Regions from separate parts of the Gossypium arboreum genome. Here region 1 is linked to region 2. The links are chromatin contacts, called in public Hi-C maps. All regions are on one chromosome and are shown on one strand. The core of a region is the stretch at or near the end of the contact, and the rest is flanking DNA. Distances in the headings are between cores, read along the strand shown.

Region 1 (5,822 bases), core at 1,687-4,186, 390 kb after region 2:
TAGTTGCATTATTAACATACAACTTACATCAGATTACAAAATGTAGGTAATTAGACGATTTACTCTACTTGCTTGGCCTTCCCCTAGTCTAAGTCCAGTTTTCGTGTTTCTTGATCTAAAATAATGAAATTTACTCATTTAACCTCTAAATAAATTTAAGCAATCATAAATTCACATTTTTGGCAAAATGACCATTTCACCCCTAAGCTCGAAAATCGATTTTTATTGAATTTCTTCAAATCTTAAGCCTAGCTGACCCCTTTTTTACTCTTATAGTGACCCAAAATTCCCATTGTTTAACAACATTACTATTCATTTTACAAACTTTACAAAATGGTCCTATTAGGGTTTTCATGAGAAGTCTTTTCACAAAAGTTGGTTACTACACAACTAAGATTCATTTTCTTCCATAAAAACTCAGCAAACATCATAAATCCTTTCATTGAAAATCCCTAGACTATCAACCATTTTGCAAAATGGTCCCCTCATTAGCTAGCTCATGCCATAAGGGTTCTAAAAGTACCAAAATTATCAAAATACGCATCTAAATCACTTACTTGAGAGAGATATAAGTTGTTGAAATTTCAAGCTTCCAAAACCCTTAGAATGGCTGAAAATTTTGGTGGAGGAGAAAGAAAGAATGAAAAAGATCAAGGCTAGTCTCTAGGGTATTATTTTATCATACATTAAGTTAACAACTCCTTTGACCATTTGATTTTCTTGTCCCCTATGGCCGCCCATCAGCTTCTAAAGGGTCTAATTGCACTTTAAAGACCCCCAATTTTGGTTTCTAGCTATGTGGTACATCTATCAAGTAAAATATAACTTTTACCCCTTATGCGATTTAGTCATTTTTCGAAATTAAGCTCACAAATGCTAAAATTACCTCACCAAAATTTTCATGCACTAATATAATCATGCTATAACACCAAAATAATAATAAAAATAATTTCTTGACTTCAAATTTGTAGTCTCGAAAGCACTGTTCGACTAAACCCAAAATTAGACTATTATAGTAATATTCACCATATAAGTAATTTTTAATTTAAAATGTCATAATTAAATTGAACAAAAATCATTTGATTATTTAATCCACTAAACTTTCTAATATTAAAAATATAAAAAAAACTGTAAAGTAGGAGCATAATTAAACTTTTTATATAAAACAATTGAACCAATCACTCTCCATATTAGAAAAAGTTAGCAAAAACTCAAATTTTAGGTGCCACTTTATCAGTCAACTCTTGAAGAAAAAACGATTTTCTAATCACTTTTATTTCGATTAATTGCATGATTTTTAAGTTAAATTAATTGATAATTAAAATTTTAAAAATTATTAATTAATTTTTAATTAAATTAAATTTGACCACTAATCAATTGACTAAATTAAATCGATTCAATGATTAATTAAATTTTAATTGAATTATCAACATCCTTACCCTTAATTCAAAAATTAAATAGAGTTAAAAACAATATATTTTTTAAATTTTTTAAAAAGTGGTATTTACCACTAATTTTACCATTGGGTTATCCTTAATTTTCTTTACTTTTTTTGGTAGCCTAAAGTAAATCGCTAGGTTGCCTTAGCTTGGAAACTTGGAGGCTGCCCATGTGGGCCACTCCTTATCATAATTCCATGGCCATCAATATCTAATCATATGGTATGCTTTTACATTAATAAATATCTATGCGCTGATCGTTCCATCGATACACATGCCGAGGAGGTCCATAACTATTGCTTGCCTTTCTTCTGCAAATGATAGTTATGATAATTTTGAATTCAAATTAATAAGTTAAATTTTAAAATGATTTTATTTTTTATTCATTTGAACTCAATTTTTTTTTTAAAAAATTCGGTTACTGCCCATTTACGATGACAGCTGCTTTGTTCTTTTATATCTGCCTTTTCCACCTTATTTCCATTTCTCCCAACTCCACCTATTGGAGTTCACATTCATTAATTGGCACTAAAGAATACCTCAGCTTATCTTGTTGACTTTCTTATACAGTGGAGCACAAAATACTCCTACTAAATATTTTCTCTCATCGTCTTAACTCCTTTGATTAAATCCTATTTTTAATACAATAATAATAAATATATATGTTTGTGATGATTATAGTTGAGTTGCGCCTTTTGAATATTTATTAATTTAATTGCGAATATTAATCATTGAATGTAACTTTTCTTTTAAAATTTATTTTCTTTTAAATTTCAACTACATATTGATCATTAGTCATTAGATATAAATCGAATTTCAATATCATTAAATAAGTAAGTGTAATAATTCAAGTTGCTTAATTGGAATCACCAGCAATCACACTAATTTCATCCCAAAAGGAATTTTTTTGTAATTTTCATGAATAAGGAAAGAATCTTTTATATAAAGCAAAATTTTTATTTCAAATTAAGTATAATGATAAATTTAGTAGTTAATATTTATATTTTTATTAATTTAATTTTTATTTTTATTATTTAAATTTGATTATTAGTCTTTAAAAATGAAAATATTAATTAAAATATTAATTTTAATAATATTGGCATAACAACTCACATGACAGTTTACGTGCGCTTCATGCTAACGTGTCACTATTTGTCTAATATGCTATGCCAACAAATAATCTAAAAATTATAAAAAATTTAAAAATAAAATAAAGTTCATAATTTTTTAAAAAATTTAGCCTAAAATATGTGGACAATTTTTTAAAAATAATTTAATTAATATTTTCATAAAAATAATTAAATTGTTTTCTGAAAACTAAATTTAACTTAAAAATAAAGAGTAAAATAAAAAATATAAATATTAAAAATTAAAATTATACCTTTAAATTATTCATATCAATAAATAATTACCTTAACTCCATAACTTTCGTATACGGATCCAGCAAAGCTTAACTCGGCCACAACATTAATATGATAAATAATTAATAAAAATAATGCATTAAATATAATGATCTAAAACGGATCCCATCATAAATTATAATCAATTTTGTTTTTGTACATATGGATTTCCTTTTCTTGAGAGAGGGAAAAGAATCTTTATTTATATAATGGTATCTCTTCCTTCATTTATTGTTTTTCCCTTACAAAGTCATGTTGTTGCCTTTCACACCCTCTATTATACTATTCAGCTGTTCACACTTCACATCATCCTTCTAAATATAACTGTAAGCTCTTCTGTGTATATATATTTTTTTCCATTCTTGCTTATGACCCTCCTTGGTTGAAGAACACCCAGTTTTGATTATCCCTACAAAGTTAAGGTCTTCGTTTTCTGACAGAATCTTGAAGAATACCCAGCAAGTAAACATGACTAATGTTAATGGAGGAGAATCCCCTTCAAGGCTTGAGGTTTGTGCTTTCTCGTCTTGTTCGTTTGAGTTATCAATGAGCTTAGAGTTATCTTTTTAAATTTAATTACATGTATTATTGACTTAGTTTATTGTTAAAAAAAAATCAGGGAAAACTGAGTGCCATGATTGTTTGTTGGATTCTGGGATTTGGATCTCTCATCTCTTGGAATAGTATGCTCACAATGGGAGATTATTATTATAATTTGTTTCCTGTAAGTAAACTCTTCTTACTTTGTGTTTAATGTTTATTCTTTAATTTTTTTCAAATGATATATATGGTTTTAAACATAAATTTTAATTTTTTTGAATTACAAGTTTACGTCTTTTTATCTTTCCACAGATATTATAATATATTCTTTTCTCTTTTATTGAATTTAAAACATAAGATAATGAAAATTTTAATATTTATCCCATAGTAGAGTTATATTTATTGACTATTAGTATAAGTTCATAAAAGTTGTGTCATGGTCAAATTCAATTGATCTTTTTCTATTTATGCAAAATCCGGCTGGGCTTTTGTGTGTGTTTTATTATTAAATCTTAATTTCTTAATAATGGTATTTTTATTCTTATTTCTAAGAATAATATTATTTATCAAGTAAAAATTTATAAGTTAACTCAACATTACCTTCATTTCCTTCTATTTTCTCTTTCTTCCTTTTATATAATATTTTTAGATGAAAGGATTCATTTACAGCAGTTTTATATATTTTTGTATTGTAGCTTAAAATTTTCTGATTATTTATTTTATATAAAAACTTTCAATTATTTAATAAATATTAATATATATAATATTCTAGATCAATATGATAAATATCGAATTAGATTAAAATTTACAAAATAATAAGTACAATTATATTGATAAATGATTAGATTTTTATTAAAACAAAATCAAACCCAAAAATTGTGAAAAACACGTGTAAAATATATTTTTAATAAAACCCCAAACCATAAATATTAAAATTTGATGATAAAAAATTGTTATAATTAAATTTGGAAATTTTTTGGATAATTAAAATAAAAAGATAAATAGTGGGATGTAAACTCATAAAATATTATTATATTTGGCTGGCTTTAATTTATATTTTGATAACAATACATATTTATATATGAGCAATTATGCATAATATGATAAAATAAATCCATTTTTGTGAATTTTGTGAAAATAATAGGATGATTTACAACAATAAAAGAAGATTTATATGTTTACTTGCAACAAACGAGGATAAAGGAGATTATACGAAGTTTAAAAATGGTAAATATTCTATTTTTAAAGTTAAAAATAGAGATGGTGGCAAAAAAATAAAATAATTCTGCAATAAGAAAAACTTCAATTTATATTTTTTCGATACTGTTTAAATAGAAAAATGTAAAAGATATTTGAAAAAATTTAAAAATGAAAAGAAAATTAGAATAAACATAAAGGGCTGAATTTACTTGTGTATTTAAGTAATCTTTAGTTTTGTTTTTAAACTATATATGTATAATTTTTTTCTTAATATTTTATGTTGTTTTAACTATCTAAAATTCTTACAAATTATTGATACATAAATTGTTGTTATTGGAATTAGATCAGATAAATTAATTAGATTAATTCGATAAAAATTAATTGATATAGGCTAGAAGTCTTTCAATGAATTATTACATAAAAATTGATGGTTGAATGAATTTTATAATATTTTAATATTTAATTATTATTCAACCTACAATTGAATTAATTAAGGAAAAATTGATAATCTGATCAGTTTATTAGTATAACATTGAAATAAACCAGTCTATTTCATATTTGTCACTTTTATATCTATCTTCGTTGCTTGTCTTTTATTCACATTTTGTATATTTACTTTCTTTACTTTTTTCTGGAATACTTCCTTTATTTTCTTAGTTTATATTTGTTTACTCATATTAATCATTTTAGTTAATTAACTGTTTTAATTTATTATGTTGAAATTAATTTTATACTTTTGTGAATTTATATTGGTATTATGAATATTAGTTATAACTTTTAATGTTAATAGATTAAAATTAATTTAAAAATTTCAAATAAGAATTTTTTAAAATTAATAATTTTAATATAAATAATGACTATTTCATAACTATAGTTCGTTTTACAGGGTGACATTTTAATTGTCACAAAGATACATTCACTATCATGTTAATTAACTGCATATTCCAAGCATTAAACGTCGTTGTTCTGTCAATAGTTCAATACATATATTATCCAAATCTCATAAAAATGAGTTCCTAATCTGATGATGTGTATGTTTGCATTTGAAGGACTACCATCCTTCAAGGGTGCTTACTCTGGTTTATCAACCCTTTGCCTTTGGAACAATGTCAATATTGGCATACAACGAATCAAAGATTAATACTAGACGGAGGAACATATTTGGATACTCACTTTTCGTTGCAAGTACTTTCATGCTCTTAGTGGTAAAGTAAAACTGCTCCTTTATTTTACACACTCCATC
Region 2 (5,668 bases), core at 1,811-4,310:
GAACAAAAGGGCGATGAAGAAACAACCGGGGCCGGCGAACCCGGGTCCGAAACCGAGACATTCTCATGCAAGAGCTGACGTGTACTTAATTTCGGGCCACGGGGTTGGGCCTCATCGGAGTTATCCAACCCGAATAAATAATCGGGTACCTCCGATACAATCGAGGAAACCTCGGAACGGCCGCGTTCGAGCCCAGATGCATTGGCTCCACTGTTAAGAGCGTCTAAGAACCAGTGCTCACGATTAACCGAACCGTCCAAAAGTGAGCTGATGCTACTGGTTCGAGAGTCATCGCCTTTGGAGAAAAGAAAAATCCGCAACCGAGCTAACCGAGAGTTATGATTCTGTGCTAGCCGATCATATTCTTCCATCATGTTCTCGAGATCCTCATCGGTCGTCACTGAAATCAACGCGTCAAGATCCTCGTTTGGAAGCTGATACTTAACACTCACGTTGGCAATTCCTAACCACAAAACAAAAGTAAGATCAGATTAAAATCAAATATGACGTCATTAAAAAATAAAAACAAAGGAAAATCCATTCTCTTTTGTTGTTGGATTACCTGAGAGTTTAGACAGCCTGGTGAGGAGAGCTGCGAAGGAGGTGGAACGATGGACGGCAACGATGCGGGTATCGCCACCGACATAACGGAGCTGATTATCATGTGGACGTGGAAGGATCTTGCCGCCGAAACTGCACATGAACCGTACACGGGCATCATGAGGAGCATGGTGCTCGGAGCGTGGAGAGGACGCGACGGAATCGGTGGTGGAGTCCAACTCAGAGAGGTGGTGAGACGACATGTTGATGAGGTGGTAGTTACCTGCTGCTGCTATAAGCACAACAGATAAAAGAAAAGTGACACTAAGTGCGTTGGATTCTCCGTTGAAGAATGTCTTAGCTTTGAAGGCTGAATAAATCAGGAGAAGTGGCTGTGAGAAATCAGATATGACAGAAGAATCGGAACCCTTGTTTCGGATAGTCCTACAGCAGTTGACCACACATGATCGCTTTTCAGTAATTTAAAGTGGGCGGTTGTGGGCCGCTCGTGGGATTGGAAAGGGATATTAAAGGAAATTGTTTGTGGAATGGGCTTCTTTGAGGCATAAAATAAAATTAAAGAATGACCCCACTCGACAGGCCGAATGGTTTTAAACCACAAGTAATCATTTTTGAGTTACTTACTAATAATAGCTAATCCATGACGTTAATTTTTATTAAAAAACCATGCACTTGCTATATTTGTTACGAAAAAATAGATTTTTTTTTCAAATAAAATATTATTTGGGTCCTCATTTGATTTATTCACCTTGTATAAAATTACACATTACAAGTGGATCAAATAAAATTTTTGCTAAAATGTTAATATTTAATACATTAATTGTATATAATTTTATGAATTTTAATAAATTAGATGATATACCATTTAAGGTTTTTAAAATTAAATTCACTTTATTGCGTTTCAAATAATTGTTTTATAATTTCATTAATTATAAAATTATATACAGTTAATTTTATTAAATATAAATAGATATAAATCTTTTACTAAAGAGTTAATATTTAATATATTCAAGATAGTAATTCAAATAGTTATGAGGTAGTTGCTAATAGTAGCTAACCATGACGTTAATTTTGATTAAAAACCATCCACTTGCAATATTTGTTGCTCAAGATTTAGACAAGTAATTAATTGGTTTTCTTCAATATATAAAATAAAATAAAACCTTGCATGTATGATCAAGGTAATGTATAAAATTATATATTATAATCAATCAAATATAAACCCTTTGCTAAAATGTTAATAATTTACACAATATTTTTATGCATTATCAATAAACTAAAATTTAACATATCATTTAAAGTTTTTACAAATAAATCTACTTATGTTCATTTTAAATAGTTGTATCATAATTTCATACATAGATAATATATAAAATTAAAAATTAAAAATTTCGATACTACTAGTAAAATTTAAAACTTTCATAAATAAAATTGGGCCTATATAAAGTATAGTAAAATTAAAAATTATATAAAAAATTAAGACATGCGGAAAATTTATAATATTATTTGTAGAGTTAAAAAAGTACGCTGTTATATATCAAATACTCAACAGTATTCATTATATATAAATTTTGAGTAAGTATTTGATATATTGACAATATACTCTCTTTTTTCACAAAAATTTACATACTTTTTTCTAAATAACTAATTTTAAATATTTTACTATAATTTTATATAACACCTATCAACTCTCAAACATTATTTGTCATGCCTAAAACTACACTAAAATTGTATAATATTGTCCAATAAACTTTTTATAAAGAGTTAACATGTGATGCATTAAGGATGTATAATTTTATGGATTAAGATAAGTAATCATCTAAAATTTTTTAAAATAAATGAGTTGAAAGAAAAATTGTTTTATGTTGAATTTATTTTTCTCTTTTAGACCAACCTTATCGACCGATGATGATGACACAGATTCCCGAGAATCATAAATAGAAGGTGAAACCCAGTCGGCCGAGGTATGGCTGGACCCGGTAAGAAAGGGTTCTCAGCTAGAAAGCCGTGAAATCAGACACTAAATCTAATCGCCAAAACCTTTACTTTTTTCCAGGCAAATAGCAAGAGATTCGTGACTGTTAAATCACGGCGAGAAAAGAATAAAAAGACGAAAACAACATCAATTCACGATATATATCATCTTTCTTTTTCCACCCCAAAAACGTCACTACCAATCAAATCTAATACCATCTGGAAACATAAAACAAAGTATACTCATCTCCATCTATCCTCAAGGATCAAACTTGAATTTATATTATGATGAAATGGCAGAAGATCAAATACCCAAAACCAATCAAAAAGGAAGACCAAACATACTTACCAGTGATAAATGAATTGAGGAAGTAGGTGTGGGCCGGCAGCGATAACTTGTCTTCTATCTTTTTCCACAGAACGGAGTTGAAAGTGCGGGGATTGGAACATGTAGGGGCAGCGGGCAAGGCAACGACATGCTGCTGTGGGGCCCGGCTGTTACTGTCAGATAGTAGCAGCAACGTGGCCACGAGTTAGCCCCCTTTTTGTCCCTGAGTTAATGCTATCCTTACGGACTTTCGTCTTGTGTTTCTTTACTGCCCAATCGTGTATTATTTTATTTTTATATATGGACGTCGCTGAAAAAGTTGCATGGAATAAATTGTCAGGGAGTGTTTGGTTGGTAAGTGGTAACCTTATTTTTCAGGTTCCAATGTACAAAATCATCTTCAGCTTCTAATATGATATTATTATAATTGGGATAATTTCAAGATGATTTTACATTAGCTTGGTAATACGAGAGTTGTGACAATTATAAAAAAGAATTGTAAAATTTTTAAAATATTGTTCTTGTAAAATTACATGCCAAATTTTACTCGGAATTTATTTTGTAAATTATTTTATTTCGTGAAATATTTTATAAAGTATTTTCATGTAAATTTTTTGAATTAATTTTATTTCGTAAATATAAAAATTTTTTATAAAATGTACCTTATAATTTTACAAATACAAAATATTTGGTAAATATATTATTCTTTAAAAATAATACTATATTCATAAAAATATCCAAAATATTTTACCCACTCGTGAAAAGAGAAATGTGTAGAGTTATCAAGCATTTTCCTTTCATTAAATATAAAATATTTCATAAATTAACACTTTTTTACTTATTCAACATTTTTATATATTAAATAATGAACTATTTTAGTACTTATCTTATTACAACTTGTTGAGTAATATTTGATCATGTTGTATTAAGGAAAACACATACGGTATTTATACATAATTCCTACCGCTACTGTTACACTTCACAATAGGGTCCACTATCTTGTCTTGGCTTTTGGGCCAAGGGCATTGACATTCTATGTCCTTGGTGCAGATATTTTCTATGCCTCCTCTAGCTTATTGAACTCTTGCCTGTAGAGTACACGGTCCTTTCTAACCCTGGGACTGACTCCCCCAGTGAACCTCGTACCTGTTAGTCACGAGGGTGGGGGTCTTCTTCACAGACATAGCTCGTGACCTCGTCCCTGCGAGGTTTACGTGAGCTCCTTTTTGCGACCTTGTTTGTGTGAAGCTTACGTGAGCCTTTCCATGCGAGCTATCTCTGCGAATATCTTGCATTCCTGTAAGGTCCTCAGTTGATTGTGCCTGTAGGCGAACATTCTTCTTTTAGGTCGAAGGTCCTGATCCTATCAGTCATTCAAGCTATTAGTTCCTAAGTCCTAACAATTCAGTCCCCCCTTAATGGCTTAAGAGACGTTATAAAGTGGCGGGCCTTAGGTCCATTTCAAACGCAGCTTGCCTGGCACACTGTGGGGAAATAGTGTATGACAGCTGCCTTGCCTCGTGTAAATCCAGGCATTGGGCATGCACATTCGGCTATTGAGAGACGAAGCATTTTTCTATGCTTGTATTTGGATCGTTGGTTCATTTCTGTACGCAAACGGCTTCAGGTGTTTCTCTTTAAAAGAGGGAAGGTCGAGGTTTTAGGTTTCATTGTTTGGCATTTTTGTAAATCAGAATAGAGGTAATCTCACGAATTTCTTTGTTTCTTAACTCTGATATCTATTTTCTTTCTTGTTTTGATTACAATATGGTATAATGAGAGAAGCTTATAGCTAGATTGTCTCAGCTTGTCTGATTCCAATCATTGTGACTGAGAAACCCTATGCTTGCATCACAACTCGTGAGGAGATAAAGCGGGCTCTGGTCGTGAGAGGAATCGAGCTTTCTCACTTCACTTATGACTTCTCCATTCCTTTGGGGTCGCATTGTGTGCGTGAGGCAACGGAGGACAACTTCCTACTTCTGTTGAATGTTCTGAAAGTGGGCTTTCACCTTTCTCTGCACCCCTTCTTTTTAGTCTTCTCAACGACTACAGGCTCGCTCTTGACCAGCTTTCTAATTTCTCTTAGTGGCTCGTCATGGCATATTTCCTCGATTGTAGCCAGTGAGGTGAGGTCCCTATGCTCTCCGTCATTCAGCATCTGTATCAACTAAAATGGACTGATGTGGGAGAGTCCGTGAGGATCTACTATTTCCCTTCGTCCGAAGGCGCGAACGATTATCAAAAACCAATACAAGAATTTTCGCTTGAAGTAAGGGAAATATATCCAAATTCAAAGCCTACTTGACCAAGGATTTGGGTTCCTCACTAGATGGTCCTCCCTTAGCGAGCTTTCTAGAGGAGCCTTGCCATTGATGAGGCTGTCGTGCAGTATTATAGATTACGCGTTGGTCTCATGTTAGCCCTAGAGGAGGTTCTAACTGCCAAAAATGTCTTCAAATTCTATTTGGAGGATCTTAGCCCGAATGGTTGAGGGTTGGTGACAATTAGGAGGTCACGCGGTCAGTTGGTGGGCGACTAGCAAGCGGCACTTAGCCCTACAATTCCTGTAACCTGTTGGGGATGATACTGATGAGAAGTTTGAGGGAGCCTGCAAACTACTTCTACAACTATTACAGGATAACACTTCGTCCTTTTGCCCTCTCAAAATTTGAGCGAGAGGAGAGGATTGGAGGAGGTACTCACTTTTCACTTACTTCTACTGATCTTAGGGTTCTTGGTGGTGCAAGGGGCAATCAGGGTAGTGAAGGTAGTTCAAGGGACACTGACAGCGGTAGCATCTCA

The links. A called contact is a pair of places that touch in the nucleus more often than the background predicts.
Region 1: a Hi-C map of leaf shows a contact between it and region 2, with 4 times the contacts expected there. The contact joins the promoter of LOC108484298 here to the promoter of LOC108484332 in region 2. A contact is called at or near these places in 2 of 5 Hi-C or Micro-C datasets (both in leaf).

What each region holds. Positions count from the first base shown.
Region 1 is chr6:39,872,852-39,878,673 of ASM2569848v2, forward strand. LOC108484298 (equilibrative nucleotide transporter 3-like) reads left to right here and starts at 2,937. Exons shown (of 10, transcript XM_017788033.2): 1 at 2,937-3,165; 2 at 3,280-3,349; 3 at 3,459-3,563; 4 at 5,629-5,784. The coding sequence starts at 3,308.
Region 2 is chr6:39,478,882-39,484,549 of ASM2569848v2, forward strand. It overlaps LOC108484332, which reads right to left and starts at 3,061. Exons shown (of 3, transcript XM_017788079.2): 1 at 2,885-3,061; 2 at 563-984; 3 at 1-463. The coding sequence starts at 2,985.